Linked DNA regions of Mus musculus: region 2 is linked to region 1. The links are chromatin contacts, called in public Hi-C maps. All regions are on one chromosome and are shown on one strand. The core of a region is the stretch at or near the end of the contact, and the rest is flanking DNA. Distances in the headings are between cores, read along the strand shown. Region 1 holds the start of Cela1 (chymotrypsin-like elastase family, member 1). Region 2 overlaps Slc4a8 (solute carrier family 4 (anion exchanger), member 8).

Region 1 (3,138 bases), core at 163-2,662:
GAGAAGGAAGAGGAGGAGGAGGAGAAGGAAGACAAGAAGGAGGATGAGGAGGACGAGGAGGACGAGGAGGATGAGGATGAGGAGGCCTGGTTTCCCCAGCCAGCTCATCCCTCTCCCTGAGATCACCTCTGTTTCTGGATGCTTGAAGGTGAGCTGCAGATGGAGCCACTCAAGTTACCTGGGCATTGACTCTCCTGAAGGCTCAGGGGACAGATTTCCTATAAGCCTTTTCCCCAGCCTCTCCCAACCCTGCAGCCCCAAAACCTGGACTCCGGTTCAAAGGTAACTAGGGTCCCGGGGAAGCCTGGCAGCTTCTGAGCTACTGTTCCCACAGTCCTCTGCTCTGAGGCCGGCCATCTTGTGCCCCGCTCATGGCCCTCTATACTCTCTGGGGCATACCACCCTCTGACCTCCTTCTTCTGCTGGTCCTTCCCCTGCTGTGCTCTCAGCCCTCCTGCTCACATGCTCTTGCCCTGAGAGTAGCTTCCCTCTGGAACCTTTCCAGACCTGTTTCCTCTTCATAGCATCATCTTCGCTCTGTTCCTGGGTTTCAGCCTACATCTCTGTGCTGTGGACAAACCCATCTCCCTCTTTGGACATAGAGAAGGTGCCATGCCTCACCTGCTCCCCAAACCCCAATCCCTACGTGCACAGGACAGGTCTCTGTATGTATAGTGCCACAGTGGACAGTGGGACAGTGGTGGGTGATGGGAGAGATTCGGACAACACGGGGCACATATGACCAAAAAAAGCAATCCTCATTCTTCATCTTGAATTAAAAAAAAAAAAAAAAGATTTATTTATTTTATGTAAGTACACTGTAGCTGACTTCAGATGCACCAGAAGAGGGCATCAGATCCCATTACAGATGGTTGTGAGCCACCATGTGGTTGCTGGGAATTGAACTCAGGACCTCTGGAAGAGCAAGCAGTCAGTGCTCTTAACCTCTGAGCCATCTCTCCAGTCCCATTTTGAATTTTTTATTATTGTGTTTACCTATCTATGTGTTTGTGGTGTGTCCATGTGTGCATGAGGGCATGCGTGTGGCAAGCAGGGGACAACTCGCAGGAATCCATCCACTCTTCCACCATGTGAGTTGCGAGGATTGAACGTAGGTGGTCAGCTTGGTGGCAAACGGCTTCACCCTCTCAGCCATCTCGAAAGCCCGCTAAGGATTTGCAGGCTGCGTCTCAACTGAGGTCAACTCAGTTGACTTGGGTTAAGTGGATGCCGTCCTTGTTCTGTCTTTGAATATCAGATAAATGAGTTGACTTAAAATTTTGTTCATTTGTACTTTCATGTCACCTGCGCTTTTCCCTGCCTTCTACCCATGGCCCTGCCCAGCTGGCAGGAGGAAGGTCAGCAAAGCTGCTGATAAGAGGCGTATAAAGAGGGCTCGGTTCATGGCAAGGGGACAGTGGTCTACTCTCTCCACAACATGTTGCGCTTCCTGGTGTTTGCTTCCCTGGTCCTGTGTGGTAAGTGGATCATTTGGCCCAAGTTCTGAGGGAGGTGGACTTGAGCAGGGAGGATCATAAAGTCTCTACGCCCTGGCTGGCTTTCTATCTCAGAGGAAGGCAGAAAGCTGTGTCTGTCAGCCTAGCAAAAGCCTTACTCTCCTTGAGCAAAGGACAGGCGCTGAGGCGCACTGCCTGGCCTTGCAGGAGGTTGAGTCAAGAGGCAGAGAAGGAGCCCCTTGGGAGTTCCCCACCAGCCCTCTTGGCTGCAAGATGCCCAGACACTGCTTGATTGGATGCACACTGCTCCTGGAGAATCCTCCTGAAGCCCGGGAGGGGTTTCCTTCAGCTGAGCGGTGGCCTTGAGTGGGGGTGAGCCTAGGCACCAGTGGACCCTAGCTTAGTGGTTTGGGCAGGACTTTCATGGCAAGGGAAAATGACACCCCAGACACTTCAGACACCCCAGAGGAAAAGAAAGCACTCTGAGGCACTGTTTTCAAAAGAAGCAAAAGGGGCACAGATGACTCAGAACTGGCCCCTCAGTGTTTTGGGGGAGAGCAGTAAATCTGCAGACAAAGCTAACAGTCTTCACAGTGTAGCTGCCTCGCCCCACCCCCCACCCGGCCAGACCCACGCTTAGTCATCACTCGCTCTCTGCCCCACAAAGGACACAGTACCGAGGACGTTCCGGAAACTGACGCCCGCGTGGTTGGAGGGGCTGAAGCCCGGAGGAACTCTTGGCCGTCTCAGGTGGGTGTTGCTCTAGCCCAGGCTTTTACCCAAACAAAAGATGCTGTGCATCACACACCCCCAAAAATGTATTTTAGGTGTATATGTGTTTTTACCAGCAGGCAGCTCACTTGCTGTCTAATTCTAGATTTTAACCATGTGTGGAACAAGACTGAGGTGGGAGTCTAAATACAAAATGATTGGGGGCGGGGGATGAATTTATATACCAGTCTTGTGGTCATAGACTCTCAAACGTGTGTGTGTGTGTGTGTGTGTGTGTGAGAGAGAGAGAGAGAGAGAGAGAGAGAGAGAGAGAGAGAGAGAGAGACAGAGAGAGAGAGATAGAGAGAGAGAGAGACACACACAGAGAGAGACACAGAGACACAGAGACACAGACAAAGTGCCAGACTGCCACAGCACAGAAGGTTGCTAACCTTCCACCATGTTTGTGGCGTGGCCTTTCATGTTTCTGCCGCTCCGCTGTATGCTGCATACCATGCTGGTGCCAACCCCTCACCCGCCTCACTGAACTCCCCAAGCTTCTGGGTCACTCTCCGGTCTGCACCTCCCGCCTCACCAGAGAGTGCTGGGAACCCCAGATGCTTTCCACAGCATCCAGGCTTTTGTTTGTTGTTTGCTGACAGGGTCTTGCCAGGCAGCCCTGGCTGGCCTGGAACTGGCTAGGCAGACCAGGCTGCTGCTGCTGAACACACAGGCGCTGCTGCCTCTGCCTCCCAAGTGCTGAGAGGAACACACCAGGTTCTTACATGGGTCTCAAGAATTCAAACTCAGGACGTTGGGTTTGCATCGCCAACGATTTCACCTGTGACTCAAACTCTGTTCCTTCATTCGATGGTCCGAGGACTTAAATCCAGAACCTTGGTCACGTCTGGAAAACGCTTTTTCTCTGCGTTACATCCTCACCCCACAAACTGCTTTTGTTATTCCTGTG
Region 2 (3,138 bases), core at 274-2,773, 89 kb before region 1:
CCTGCCTTTGGAAGACACCAGAGAGACAGGCCAAAAATGAAGCCTAGTTCAGCAGGGTCGGAGCTGGGAGAGACCAAATGGCTATCACAAAAATGGCCTGTCAGTTTCTGAGCTAGGGTTTCTGAAACAAGGACTCCGATTTTTCTGAGTAAAATTAGCAGAACAGACGGCAAACAGACACTGGGAAATAAAACCCAAGCCGCTAGCTGGATTCTGTCAGTCTGGTGACCCCACCAACCTAACTCTATGATCACCTCACTAGTCATCCAACCAAGCAGGCACCCACTGCCCAGCCCAGCCCAGCAGCTCAGCCACCACCCCTCCTTCTTATCCAGCCTCTCGTTCCTTTCCTCAGTCAGCCAGAGCCTACTGAGTCTACTGAGGCCGGCAGCGCGCTAATAAAGCACCTGGTTCAGTGACATTTGTAAGAAAGATGTTGATGTTTTTAAAATTAAGAATGTAGAATGTACACACACACACACACACACACACACACACACACACACGAGCAGCCATGAATGAGACACTGGATCTTTGGAGCAGAAGAGAAATCTCAGGCATGAGTCATCCACAGAGAGAGGGGCCTGTGGAGCGCGCCGCCCTGTGCACTGTTTACCCAGCACTCACACGCAGCTCGCAGCTCGCAGCTCGTTAGTGAGCACTAACGGATGCTCTGCTCCCCAGGGCTTACAGGGTGACTCCAAGTCAGTTGGCACAGGGGAAGTCTTACACGTGGAACACACACAAGCCTCTAAAGTTTTAAATACGGCCAAGCGGGTCTTGCCTTTGTTAAGAGTGTATTAGAACGCATTAAGCTGACGTCAAGAATCATAAATCTAGCACTTAATCGGGAGTAATGGTCTGCCAGGAAAAATGGGAGAAGCCATTCCTCTCACACACACAAGAGCCATTCCTCTCATACAGGGGGCGAGAGACCCCACCCCGAGACGCACCGCGCACTGCTGTTCTGAGTCATCTCGGGAAAGCTCTGTTCACATTTGCTCTCGACAGTAACTCTTACTGACAGAATCAGCTCACTCAAAAGGACCCGTGTTTACTGTCACAATGGCTCTGAGAATGGTATACGGGAACATGGGTAGGTATGCAAAACAAAGGGCAAAGAAGACGTGGGGTTTCTCGGCAGCCCCAGAATCCCCAGAGATGGCATGTGCCCCAGAGCAGTTTATGGCATCCTCTACTAAAGCTAGGCTGGTTTTTTCATTTTTCTCTGTGTGCCTTTAGGTGATGCCACCACCCTGCATGCAGTCTCACCTCCATGGGAGTCTAGGTGGGACCCATAGCATACCCAACCCTCAGAAAATTCCTGTCCCTCTCCTCTTCTCTGGCTCTGACATTTCAGGACTGGGACCCCACTTGCATGTAGTCTACAGTTTAAGCGCTAACAGGAGAGATTCAAGTTTTCGAAAGGATCTGGTCCCAAAAGGCCACTTCCCACACAGTGCCCTCCACAGTGTGTCATCCTCCAGCTTTCTTCTCAGCAGAGGAGAGCATGAACCAGAAAGGGGTGATGTCATCTGGGGATGCTGCCATCTGGGGATGCTGCTCCCAACAGCTCCGCAGCTGACCTTGATGGGTGAGACCTGGCCTTCAAAATCCAAGACAGCTTGTGGGAGTTTGTTATGCTATTCCCAAGGACACAGAAAATACTCACACATGTTCCCTTCTCAGTGGAGGACTAAGGTCTACAGGGAAACAGCCAGAGGATGGCGGAGCTGCTAGCAATACACTCTGGGGTGCGTCACAGAGTATGTCTATATGATGCGGCAGGGCGGTGAGGTTAGCTCTGCCGGCTTTGCTCCATGGCAGACTGAGGAGAGAGGATTCCATGAGTCTCCCCTGCCACCCAATCAGTTCCCACAGCTCACAGAGGATAACACAGCAGCACATGCCTGAGGTACTGTGAGGGCTGGAGTTAGGGCTTATGTTTAAATAACTGTGCTTAAGAGAGCTATAAAACAAACCCTCTAACCTGCTATAGCACAAAAACAGACAATTTCCTTGAGTGCTGGGGACTGCTGTTCATGTATGATAACAAGTCATGCATTTGCTTGCTTCTGTAAACAAGCTTGGGTGTCCCAACTACACCAGATGTGCTTGATCGCATGTAGGCAGGAGGTACTCAGGCAGGAAGAACTATGCCTGCCCCTGATTGGATGCAGGCGGGAGATACGCAGCCTTGTGGGCTTTGCCTTTTTAAAGCCCTGGCTAATGCACTCCAATGCCAGACTCTGAGAATCTGGGTGTGGGACTGGTCGGTGACCACTGTTCTGGCCAGTACTTAATAAAGCTTGCTTCAAGTTTGCCTCAAAATTGTGGTAGTGATCTTCTTGCCGGGTGACATTAACAGACTACAGAGGAAAAAGGAGAGTTGGTATGAAGTGCCTGACTCAGAGAGGCCTTACTCCATGTAGTGCCACCCCCCACCCGCTACCCGCCACCCACACACATTCTCAGGGAAACGACCCAGAGGCCGAGTCAGTCCCCCCAGTTTTCCTCTGTTCCCCATCCAAAGGCTGAGTTTTCTCTGGGGCCTGGACCAGTTTGATGCAAAGCCCACAGCGGGAACAGGCAGCTCAGAGAGAACACACCATCGCAAGCTGTCTGAGCATCGGAAGCTGAACCATAGCAGTCAGGGAGCGCGCAGGGGAAGCGCAGTGGCCTCTCTCACACTCAGAGATGGACCTGGCTCCTTATTAAAGCTGCTCCGGACACAAACCTTCCTCCAGGATAAGGAATGCCACCACTAATGAGGAGCCGTGATTAGGAATCCAGCCAGCCCCTCCCGCCCTGCCCCCAGGATAAAGGAACACAGGACACCATATAACAGTCCAAGGAAAAGCTGGGGTCAGCCAGGGAACAAGGGTGGCCCCTCCCACTTCCATCTCACTAGGGTTTTATATAGCGTTTACTGTGAACTCTCACAGAGCCTTTTCTTGTCTATTTCTGTGTTCCATTTGCTTGCTTAGATTTTTTTTTTTTAATCAGGTAGAAATGGGCATAGTTAGAACAGAAGAGCGAGTAGTAAATCACAGCCAAACTGGCCTTTTAAACGACTGATAGTTTATTTGCTTTTGAATATGTGTTGATACTTTACATCTCCATGAGGTTATAAAAAAA

What was found. Hi-C and Micro-C count contacts between places; a contact is called where the count stands out from the background.
Region 2: a contact with region 1 is called in a Hi-C map of the N1E-115 cell line, with 2.7 times the contacts expected there. The contact joins the enhancer-like site here to the promoter of Cela1 in region 1. A contact is called at or near these places in 4 of 39 promoter capture datasets (3T3-L1-derived adipocytes, fetal liver, macrophages and 1 more), 1 of 484 Hi-C or Micro-C datasets (the N1E-115 cell line), 2 of 115 datasets of contacts at active chromatin or transcription factors (the HPC-7 cell line and thymic regulatory T cells) and 3 of 9 other capture datasets (adipose tissue, liver and pancreatic islet).

What each region holds. Positions count from the first base shown.
Region 1 is chr15:100,686,194-100,689,331 of GRCm38.p6, reverse strand. It overlaps Cela1 (chymotrypsin-like elastase family, member 1), which reads left to right and starts at 1,412. Exons shown (of 8, transcript NM_033612.2): 1 at 1,412-1,478; 2 at 2,125-2,207. The coding sequence starts at 1,439.
Region 2 is chr15:100,775,011-100,778,148 of GRCm38.p6, reverse strand. The region is part of intron 2 of Slc4a8 (solute carrier family 4 (anion exchanger), member 8); the gene reads right to left. Among named protein-coding and RNA genes, the nearest start is that of Gm52175, 11 kb to the right of the region's middle. Within about 2 kb of position 1,523, at least 27 of the 459 cell types and tissues checked have an H3K27ac peak or open chromatin away from gene starts, as enhancers often do. A contact at or near this core is called in the N1E-115 cell line, where this site is marked.